Linked DNA regions of Zea mays: all the other regions are linked to region 2. A link is a contact called in public Hi-C data. All regions are on one chromosome and are shown on one strand. Each heading gives the region's core, a stretch centred on a gene start, on an enhancer-like site or on the middle of the called end of the contact. The rest is flanking DNA. Distances are from core to core; before and after follow the strand shown.

The links. Hi-C and Micro-C count contacts between places; a contact is called where the count stands out from the background.
Region 1: a Hi-C map of ear shows a contact between it and region 2, with 8 times the contacts expected there. The contact joins the promoter of LOC103652735 here to the promoter of LOC103655026 in region 2. A contact is called at or near these places in 14 of 25 Hi-C or Micro-C datasets (bundle sheath, ear, endosperm and 6 more) and 1 of 3 datasets of contacts at active chromatin or transcription factors (leaf).
Region 3: a contact with region 2 is called in a Hi-C map of tassel, with 2.6 times the contacts expected there. The contact joins the promoter of LOC100279529 here to the promoter of LOC103655026 in region 2. A contact is called at or near these places in 2 of 25 Hi-C or Micro-C datasets (leaf and tassel).

What each region holds. Positions count from the first base shown.
Region 1 is chr4:4,720,103-4,723,567 of Zm-B73-REFERENCE-NAM-5.0, reverse strand. It overlaps LOC103652735 (kinesin-like protein KIN-14O), which reads right to left and starts at 2,036. Exons shown (of 12, transcript XM_020552423.3): 1 at 1,484-2,036; 2 at 1,335-1,396; 3 at 802-1,033; 4 at 546-629; 5 at 244-408; 6 at 1-105. The coding sequence starts at 910.
Region 2 is chr4:4,572,203-4,575,441 of Zm-B73-REFERENCE-NAM-5.0, reverse strand. It overlaps LOC103655026 (CASP-like protein 1U4), which reads right to left and starts at 1,554. Exons shown (of 2, transcript XM_008681845.3): 1 at 59-1,554. The coding sequence starts at 261. LOC100281855 (tropinone reductase 2) reads right to left here. Exons shown (of 4, transcript NM_001369249.1): 4 at 2,797-3,118. The coding sequence ends at 2,951.
Region 3 is chr4:4,434,135-4,437,351 of Zm-B73-REFERENCE-NAM-5.0, reverse strand. LOC100279529 reads left to right here and starts at 1,616. Exons shown (of 16, transcript NM_001152527.2): 1 at 1,616-1,753; 2 at 2,356-2,576; 3 at 3,114-3,195. The coding sequence starts at 2,530.

The DNA.
Region 1 (3,465 bases), core at 787-3,286, 150 kb before region 2:
TTGTGTAGGTCTTCCCCGTCCCGGTCTGGCCGTACGCGAGGATGCAGACGTTGTGGCCGTCGAGTGCAGACCTGAGGATCGGTTTCACTTCTTCGAACACATCCTCTGCCATGGACCACACACACTGAAACAAGTGAGTAAGAAAGAAAGAAAGAAAGAAAGAAAGAAAGAAAGAAAGAAAGACAGGCGTACAACAGACCTACAAAACCAAAACAAGTGATCAGTAAGCATAAGGATTATTACCTTGCGTGGACTCCTGGCCGAAAACCCTATCAGCGCCGAACTCCCTCTTGATCCCGGCTGCCTTGACCGTGATCCTCTCCTGCTCGACGGTAACAGGTGATGACTGGGCATGCAAGCTGTTCGTGTGAGCCAGCGGCCGGACCCGGCAGAAGACCCTAACGCTTCCTGCACACACGGTGCCCCCAAACCCAAAGCTCTGGAGCTCAGAGACAGACAGACCGGCGGGAAATCCAAACAGTAGCAAAGCTAACAACAGCTGTGTGTCAAGGGCTGAAGGCCGTACGTGGTAGGCTAGTTAGTACCTTTCAGTTCAACGAGCCTGTCGAGCGCCTCCCGCCGTCTCCTGTCAACACGCCGCTGCCTTGACCGCAGGCTCGAAATCTCCTCTGGAACACAAAGACGTGCAGTGTGGGCGGGGGTTGAGATTGAGAGATAGTTCCGTTCCGTCAGGCAGGTGTTGTCGTGTCGTCGTCGTCGCAAGGTTAATTCACAGGCGAGTAACAATAACAACAGGTGGAAGAACTGCAACGACGACCTGGTCTTTCAAACAGTTCCAACCTTGCAGAGGCGAGGAGGCGTCGTCCTTGCTGTAGCCCACCGCAGTTTCTCCGTCCGGGAGCAATGGCAATGGCAATGGCACATGCCCCTCCATGGTTTCCTTCTTCATGCGACGACGGAGCCCAAGAGCGCTTCTTCTTCTTCTTCCTCCTCCTCCTCCTCTTCTTCTTCTTCTTCTCTGGACGGCGAGCCGGTCGCTGGTCAGAGAAGAAGCCTCTCGCCCTCCGCCTCCCTGCCGCGCAGTTTCATTTCTCAGTTCCCTCCCAACGGAGCTGAAGAAGAAAAAAAAAGGAGAACAAGAGGCAACTGCTGCCAGCATGACTCCGTCGTGTGGCCGGTGTGGGCGGCGGACGGAATCTGAAACAGCTCATGAGGCCAAGAAAAGAAAAGAGTGGACGGCGCAGAATGAATCTATTCCTCCCGCACTTTCCGTGGTTCGCCTGCGCTGCGCTTCCTTCCGCTCGCACACCACACCACACGGCTGGCTGGCTGGCTGGCCTGGAAAGAACAGTAACGAACTTCTCCCGGAATACCTTGTGGTTGTTGCGGCTACAAGCCTCCGGGGATCCTTGATCTCCCCTTTTCGATGCAGCCTCTGCAGAGCCAAAGGAAAAAAGAAAATGGTCTGCGTCGTCGGGAACGAAAGAAGCGCGAACGAGAAGAGAATCTGCGATGGTACTACCTCGGAGGGGAATGAATAAAATAATCTCCGCCGGCCTCCAGCTGAATTTGTTCTTGAACCTTGACCACCACACCACCAGATGCTATGCTGCTACTACTACGGAGGAGGGGGTGGAGTGCGGAAGGAGAGGAGAGGAGAATTGAAGGAGCGAGCCAACAGCCTAGCTAGCAGAGAATCTGCGCAATGCAGATAAGTAGCGTTTCGTTTTATTTGTCGCTGGATAGTGCAAAATTGAACTATCCAGCGACAATTAAAAAGAAACGGAGAGAAAGTAGTTCCTAATGATTGCGTCTTTTTACTTTCTTGGTCCTGATGTTATTGGATCTCTCGATGCCGAAAGATGGAGGCCGTGTGGGAGCGGCTAAAGTCCAGAGGTTAGAGCAAAGAACGGCTGTAAACGAAGAAGAAGAAGAGGGATCTTCGCGCAAGGAATTAAAGCAGCAGCAAAGGGGAAGGAAGGAGTTGGGATCGACCCCTACCTACCTACGGCGTGAGAACCGGTGAGCGGTGCTTGGCAATGGCAGGCTGTCCCACACCGCCACTGCGGGCAGAAAAACTATGGGCGTGTTTGGTGTGGCGCCTAAGTCACCACACCGTGCCACACTTTTCAGCCACAAGTGTGGCAGCTAAATTGGGCGCCACACTTGTGGCTGAAAAGTGTGGCGCAGTGTGGCGGCTTAGGCGTCACACCAAACACGCCCTATATTAGCAAAACAGTTGGGTTGCCTGGACTGCTGGATTTAGAAGATCCAGACCCGGGCTGGCAGCCCCCACCACCGTTCGTTCACCCGTAGAAAACCAGAGGGGGAGGGCCGGGGCCGGATCATCTGTGGTGGAAAGCTTTCGCCAAAAGTTCTGTCGAGCCGCAATTTGCTCTGCTGTCTGCTCCGGCTCGGTTTGTGCTTTTGCTTGCTTGTTGGCAAGGTCCAGAAGCAGCATTTCTCATTAATCTGCTGACCGAAACTAACGGTCACCACCAACTGAGCGGAACAAGGTTGATGGTCTGCTCCACACACACACACACGCACACAGCGGCGCATTTTTATAATAATAATAATAATAATAATAATAATAATAATAATAATAATAATAATAATAATAATAATAATAATAATAATAATAATAATAATAGTAATAATGAAGCGTGTGCCTTTGTGCACAATCTCTATCCGTTTTTTCTTTCAAAATCTTCCTTACGAAGCCCGCTCCTAGTACAAAAAGAGCCGCTGCTCTATTCTAGCTGGCTTCGAAACCGAACGCCACCTAAATAAAGGAACATGCTAGTATATTAACCCTTACATCCATCCAAATTACTGTCACCCAAGGCTAGCAGCCCGACAACAACAGCATCCATCCTATGACAACTCCTCCTCCATGATGAATGCAAATGCGTCACACGAAGCCGCATTTTTCGCATGACAAAACAGTGGGGGGGATGGCACGGAAGAAGTTCCTCTCTTCGCCCTCAGCCTCCTCCTTCAATTTCTCGAGAAAACAAGTAGTTACCTCTTACCCTGACGGACGAGTCTGATGAATGTGATTGAAACGCCTATATCTGGAGGGAGAACTCGTCCTGTCCATTCAGGGCTTGTTCGGTTAGCTCTCAATCCACATGGATTGAGTGAGATTGGGTGGGTTTAAATCCCAACTAAGTCAAACTCTTTCTTAATTTTTTCCAATCTCATCCAATCCATGGGTAACGGGATTAACCGAACAAGTCCTCATGTGGCTGCCCAGCTAGCCGTTGCCTGATACCAGCAAGCCATCCCGGTCCCAATCCCAAACAGTAAACACTGCAGGCACAAGCAACCGGCACCTGGAAGCTAGGTCGCTGCGTTGTCCTCCTCATCACATAGAGTAACAACAAGGTCTGAACTGATTAAGACTCTGTTCGTTTGTCCAGAAATAGACCAGAAATCGTTTTGACTGATGAAAACTTATATAAATTAAATAAGCATACCAGTTAGAAATTGTTCAATGCC
Region 2 (3,239 bases), core at 305-2,804:
TAAAAGGTACTTGCGTTGCGTGTCAATGGACTTTTAGATAGAGGTCTGGTGGACGTACACGAAGGCAGGGAAGTCGCTGTACGTGACGGTGCTCGGGCGCGCGCCGTAGTCGTAGTCGGCGTAGACCGTGCACTGGCTCGCCGCCGCCATGACCGCTGCCGCCGCCACGGCCATCGCGATGCCGGCGATACGGAAGACGAGGCTCACAGGGTGCCGCCACTTATTGGCGCTGCCGCCCCCTGACTTCTTCTCCTCGCACATGGTCTCTCTCTCTCTCGAGTTTGAGGCTTCCACGCGGCAGGGTAAGCTCTATCAGCTAAGGACTGTGAGGTGTGAGCTGAGGCGCTGGTTTCATTTACCACTTATGCATGCATGTATGTATTTATACATGGGAGTTATTAATAAGGCGTTTGGTTATTTTGACTAAAATTTAGTTCGTGTCACATTACATGTTTAAATATCAATTATAAATATTAAATATATATTTAATTAAGTTTAATAAATCCGTCCCGTCTTTTAGTCTACAATTCTACGTACGTGTAATTAATTTTTTAATTAGACTATATTTAATACCCGTAAGTGTCCTTCCAACATTTAATGTGACATGGACTAAGCTTTAGTTGGATGGAAACATAAATCATAGGCATCTAATCTTTGTTTTATTTCTCTTGCTACTACTACTAGTTCATCTTTTATATATAGAGAGAGAGGATGTGCACATGCATGGTATGGCAACGTACATACAAGTGGCTGGCGACTGTCGAGAGTAGATGGTAAAGAAACAGCTAGCCTGACTGGAAGATGCACCTACTACCTAGCTATTATTGCGGCTGACCAGTTCGTAAGAGTTTCTTATATCTCTCCCTGTTGGGATTTGGGAAGAAGGGAAGGCATCTAATCTCACTGCCTTCAAGTAGTTACGAACGTTGCTCATTGTTTTTCTTCTTCTTTACTAACCTATAATTTGCATTGCTCAGCTATAGCTGCTACCAAACCATCACCAACATGACTCTGGATGGAGGTTGAGATGATGATCTCTTCCCCTTCAACATGTACACTCATATATATGGCCTAGCTAGCTAGCTGTGCCAAGTCATTGGCAGCTCGATTACGGTCTCTAGCTCTACTTTTGGACACACACTCGAAAATGTATGAAATTCAAGCAAACTAAAGGTTGTATTAAGCTGGTGGCCTCAGTTTTGCTGGTGTCCTCATTTTTATCCTTAATCATATTTTTTTGGTCAGTTTTGGTCTTCTAGTGCTATAAAGCAGAAGGGAAAAATTGAGAAAAAAACATTACTAAAGGTAAAAATTAGAAATGTGGCAAAACTAAGGGTACAAATTTAAAAAGTCGTAATATAAATGCCAAAATACAGTCTTTGACTTCTCATATCGATTAGAAGTATTTGTTTTTTTTCTTATGCAGATATACTATGTAGGCCCAAGTTGAGGACCACCGGCCCATGCGCCATGCCTCTTGTTAGTAGGCCCCCGCATGCTCGCCCATTGAAGTTGCTATGGGCCGAATTCTTTTATTTCTCCCAACGAACAAAAAAAAACTTATCTTTGTTGCTTTTGTTTTACAGTAGCGGTGATAATTTAACTTATGGTTTTAGCTAGATTTTAACCCCTGCAGTTGGTCGGTACTCATGTTTAACTAGTACTAGTCATATGCCCGTGCATTGCTATGTTTTTATATATAACATAGGTTATATTTTATTTTAATAAAACACAAAATATATGTTTTCTATTGATTAGGTGGATGTGAATATGGAGCCAATAATCAAGGTTCAAACACTCATTTATACATAATTTTATCTTATTTTTACATAAATTTCTTTATTATAATAGTAGAGAAGAGATTGTAGGAGTATGGATTGATTCTAAAAAAATGTAGGGTTTTTTTTAAAAAAATATTGACGTGGGACGATCGTTGAAACGGGTGCTTTAATATAGTAAATAAATGTCATCGTGACTCGATTTGGTGGAGAGTATCAACTATAAAGTATGTTTGTGCTCGACTGCTCGCAACCCCCTGTTTGCATGCACCACCACACACTGACACACATGGTAAATTTGTAGTTTTATCCTTAATTATTGCATTTTCTACCCTCATAATTAAAGGCTGTCAATTATCGAAGGATTAAACGTAGTAGTACATGACTTGCACACCATGCTAACAAGCGGGGTGGGCGTTCGGGTTACCCGAAAAATTCGGGTCGGGTAATTCGGGTATTTAAAATTTCGGGTTTTGAGAATCGATACCCGAAATTACAACGGGTTTTACAATACCCGAAAATTCGAGTACCCGAAATTTCGGGTTCGGGTATTCCCGAACTACCTGAACTGCTGTGTTGGCTTCAAAAAAACACATGCATCCTATTAAATTAGTATAAAAATATAGTTTGAATAATGATATACATGGACATATAAAACACAAGCAATCTACAATCACAAGTTATGCACGCTTACACATAATTATAGATTTATAAATTAATAATTAAACATGACATGAGTACATGACACTGAAAGTTTGGGTAATTCGGGTAGTTCGGATACCCGATTGTGATACCCGAATTACCCGAAATAAATTCGGGGTTTTGCAAGTTGCTACCCGAAATTCCCGAACAAAATTCGGATTTTGGGTATTTCGGGTTCAGGTTCAAGTATTTCGGCTTCGGGTTACGGGTTTTTTGCCCCGGCCCAAGCCTGTGCGCATGAAACAAGATTTCTCCATGGTTTTATTTATTTTTTCTTTCCTGCTTGTTATTTACTTTTGTCGTTGGTGATATGCACGCATAAAGAATTCTTTTATTTATCACACACACATGTGTCATGCATGTGTGTGGCTACATATATGTGAAATCCCGGGCCACTGTAGCTAGGTTTGTGGATGGAGTGCGTTTGTTAGATTCCACGTAGACGTAGATGATGATGATGCTGGTCATCGTCAAGCTCTTATGGTTCGGCCACCGTCAACGTAGATGACTTGGCCGGTGACGTAGGCGGCCGCCGGCATGCACAGAAACGACACCACGGACGCCACCTCTGCCGGCTCGCCGGCCCGCCGCAGCGGAATCCGTGAAGTTTCTTGCTCGACGGCCTCCGAGCTTGCTGCCTGCCGACGACGCCAAAGAAAGAACATTGCAATTCTGTTGCTGATGATCATCGTAAAATAAGAGAGAGAGCCGGCAAACCATCTCACACTAGTACAGAGAAGTTCTATACTGGCGATCGTA
Region 3 (3,217 bases), core at 367-2,866, 140 kb after region 2:
TTAAGTAACTATATGGATAAGGTGTTAGACAAACCGTCTTATTAGATGAAATAAAACCCTTGAGCCCCATTTGGATCCTTGGAAATGAATACTACTATATTTGAGATGTATTTATACCTAAACTTAATCATCGTTCATGCATGGATCGATTGAGCTATGGTTTTATATATAGATTATATTTATATATGATACACTTGTACTATGATTTATCTAATATATGATAAACTTAATCATCCGCATCATTCATATGTAAGCAGAGTGGCTAGAATATACTACTGTTATTTTTTTTCGCGCTGGCACAGAAGATCCCGTATGCATGCGAGTAGTATGATTTTTTTTATGGTACAGGCGTACAGGTCCTGACATGGTGAACGGCCCGACGGGATTTAATGCGGCTGTCGGCTACTTGCTCGCTGCCCACAGTGGCAGATGCTGCTAGTATAGTATAGTATGCTCCAAGATCTATCCTATTCCTTGCAAATAAACATGAAACGAAGTGAAATACACGAGTAGAATAATTTTGTGGTATACTAGTACTTTCTTCGCCGTAAAAGGCTTGGGTCTCCCGCAGCTCTTCCATCCTGCTATCTTCTATTTAAACTTTACGGTCAGACGACCAGAAAGAAAAAAAAAACAGTGGTTTAAACTTTTTCTCTGACCATCTTTTCTGAAAATCTGAATGCGGCAAGAATCTGAGTGTCGTGGGGATGAGGTGGGGAGGAAGGTGACGAGGTTTATACGGTTTAAGATTTAGAAAGTGGAGGATCCCTATTATAACGAAGGCTTGGTCGATTGTATGTCCACGCTGATTTTAAACAGTTTTTTGTCAGAGTGATTCTCATGAAAGCAGCTGGAAAAGTTAAATGTTTGTCAATCCACAACAGCTTTTAGTGCCAAAAGTTAAGTGATCGTAGTATTACTATTATTATTACTACTACTATTACTATTACTATTACTATTACTATTACTGCACAGGCCATTATGATTGGAGATAGCGACTTTTCCTAAACTTGGCAGGCCCACAACGTCAGGCTCAACGCTGTGACCGCGACCTGGGGGGCGGGGCAGGCTTTCCCATGTCTCAGACTGAGACTGGCAGCCACAGCGGCTGCTGCTGCCGCCGGAGCAGTACGTACGTAAAAATAAAATGAGGCTCCACATGCGCGTGTTTCAAGGGGAAAACCTCATAATGGCGCCTTGGAACAAGCAGATAGATAGATAGATGCCTGGTCTGGTCTCAAGTCTGGACATAGATTTTGCTCAGCACTAGTACGTACTAATCTCCTCTCACTCTCATCGAGGGCAGGCAGGGCACTCACTCACTGTCCGAACACACACACACACACACACACACGCAATTTCATTGCGTTAACATGAGACTCATGGGCAACAGTAAAGTGAATCGCCTTTGCCATGCCTTCATGCATGCCATGCACTGCACCAACAGTATCACTATCTACCACACGAAAAACAACGCCTGCAAACACTTTTCACGCCGCCTGCAGGCTGCAGTGCAGGCTCCGCCACCAGCTACACCACACTACACCGGAGGCTTTTCTCCCCCTCGGCCCCTCCCCCCGCACGGAGGTCCGGGACAAGTCAATCTGCCACTGGCCGCGAGGCCGACCCACGCCACGCTCCTCCTCAGCTACAGTCCCTCCTCCACCGCTGCTGCGCTCACGCTCCTCGACCTCCCACACTCACTGTCAGTGTAAAGCTCACGCCGGAGGCCGGAGCTAGCTGCCCCCTGCCCGTGCGTGTTCATCCTGGCTGCTCATCTATCTCTCTTGCTCCGATCCAAGATCCAACAAGTGAGTACGCGCTCTGCGCTCGATTTCACTTGACCGACGGTTTTTACTCTGCTTGCGTGCGCGTTTGTGAGTGCTTTTACTCTGTCTGATGTGCCTGGCATTCTTGGCAATGGCAACGGAACTTCTTCAGAACAAAAAAAAAAGAACATTTTTTATCGGGCGCGTTTCCTTTTCTCTCCAATGCTAGCGAGAGCATACTATACATGTCCCTTGATTTCTTCTCGTCGTTGCTCCGTGTACTGGTTCCCCGGGGCCTGCCCTTATCAGTATCTGCGACGGTTTCGACGTCTTGCTGTTCTCGCTCGCCCCAAGTCCCCAAAGGCTGGCAGCGACCTTTTCGTTTTTTTTAAAAGGAAAATTTTGTCCTTTCCCACCCTCCTTCGACATGGTTTCTTTTTTTGAAGCAACTTTTTTTTGAAGCAAATCGACATGGTTTCTCGGGAACGATCCCAACCGCTCCTCCTCCACTGACCCGGATTCTTCTTCTTCTTCTTCTTTTTTTATGCGGTTTGTTTCTTGGCGTCTCCATGTTTGCTGTTTGCAGGTGAGCTAGTCACTCACAGCACAGGTGACAGGGTGGTGGTGGGCGGCGGGATTGCGGTTGCGGCAGTAGGGTTCAGGCTCGGATACCAGCCTCCTCCTCCTCCTCCTCCTCCTCCGCCTCCGTTTCCAGAAGGGGGCGAGCGCTACCGGGGAGCTCGACAGACGCCGAGCCGCAATGCCCAAGATGTTCGGGTTCTCTCGGCGCCGGATGAAGCTGGGCAGGTCAGATTCCAGTCCCTCTCGCCCGTACATCTTTATTTCTACCATTTTGATGATGGAAAAGGCGAGCGAGCCGCGATGGTTGAGTTTAGTTTAGTTTAGTTTAGTTTGTTCGTGGTTGTTCTTCGCCCTACTACTACTACTACTCACAAGGTTTAGGGGGTTTATGCGGCCAAAAAGCTGGCGCCTTTTCTCTGTCAGAAGAAAAAGGGGGGAAATGTCCGTTGGCGTTTTCTAACAAGATTTGTTTCAGTGAGCCCCCATATGCCCAGGAGCTGTTAAAAGTCTCTGTAAACCTAGAAATAAGTCTCTCTGTAAACCTAGAAATAAGTTTTCTGGAGATTACTTTTGACTCTCTCTGTAAACCTAGAAATAAGTCTCTCTCTCGTGGAACGACTCAGTGTTGATATCTGGTTATACTGTGGTGACTGGTGAGCTTGATCTTCGGATCCATTTCCTTCAAGTGCCTCTCCCTGCGTTCTCTTCTCTCCGTTCCCTCCCATAGTCTCTCATCGATTCATCGTTACATGACTTGTTCAGGTTGAAGGGCCATCTGCACGACCATTTCCATGGCCCTCGAAGCCCGTCTCGGACCACCAAGCGTTCCAGCAGTCATCACAACGTGCGCTTTCTGGCTCAGTTGC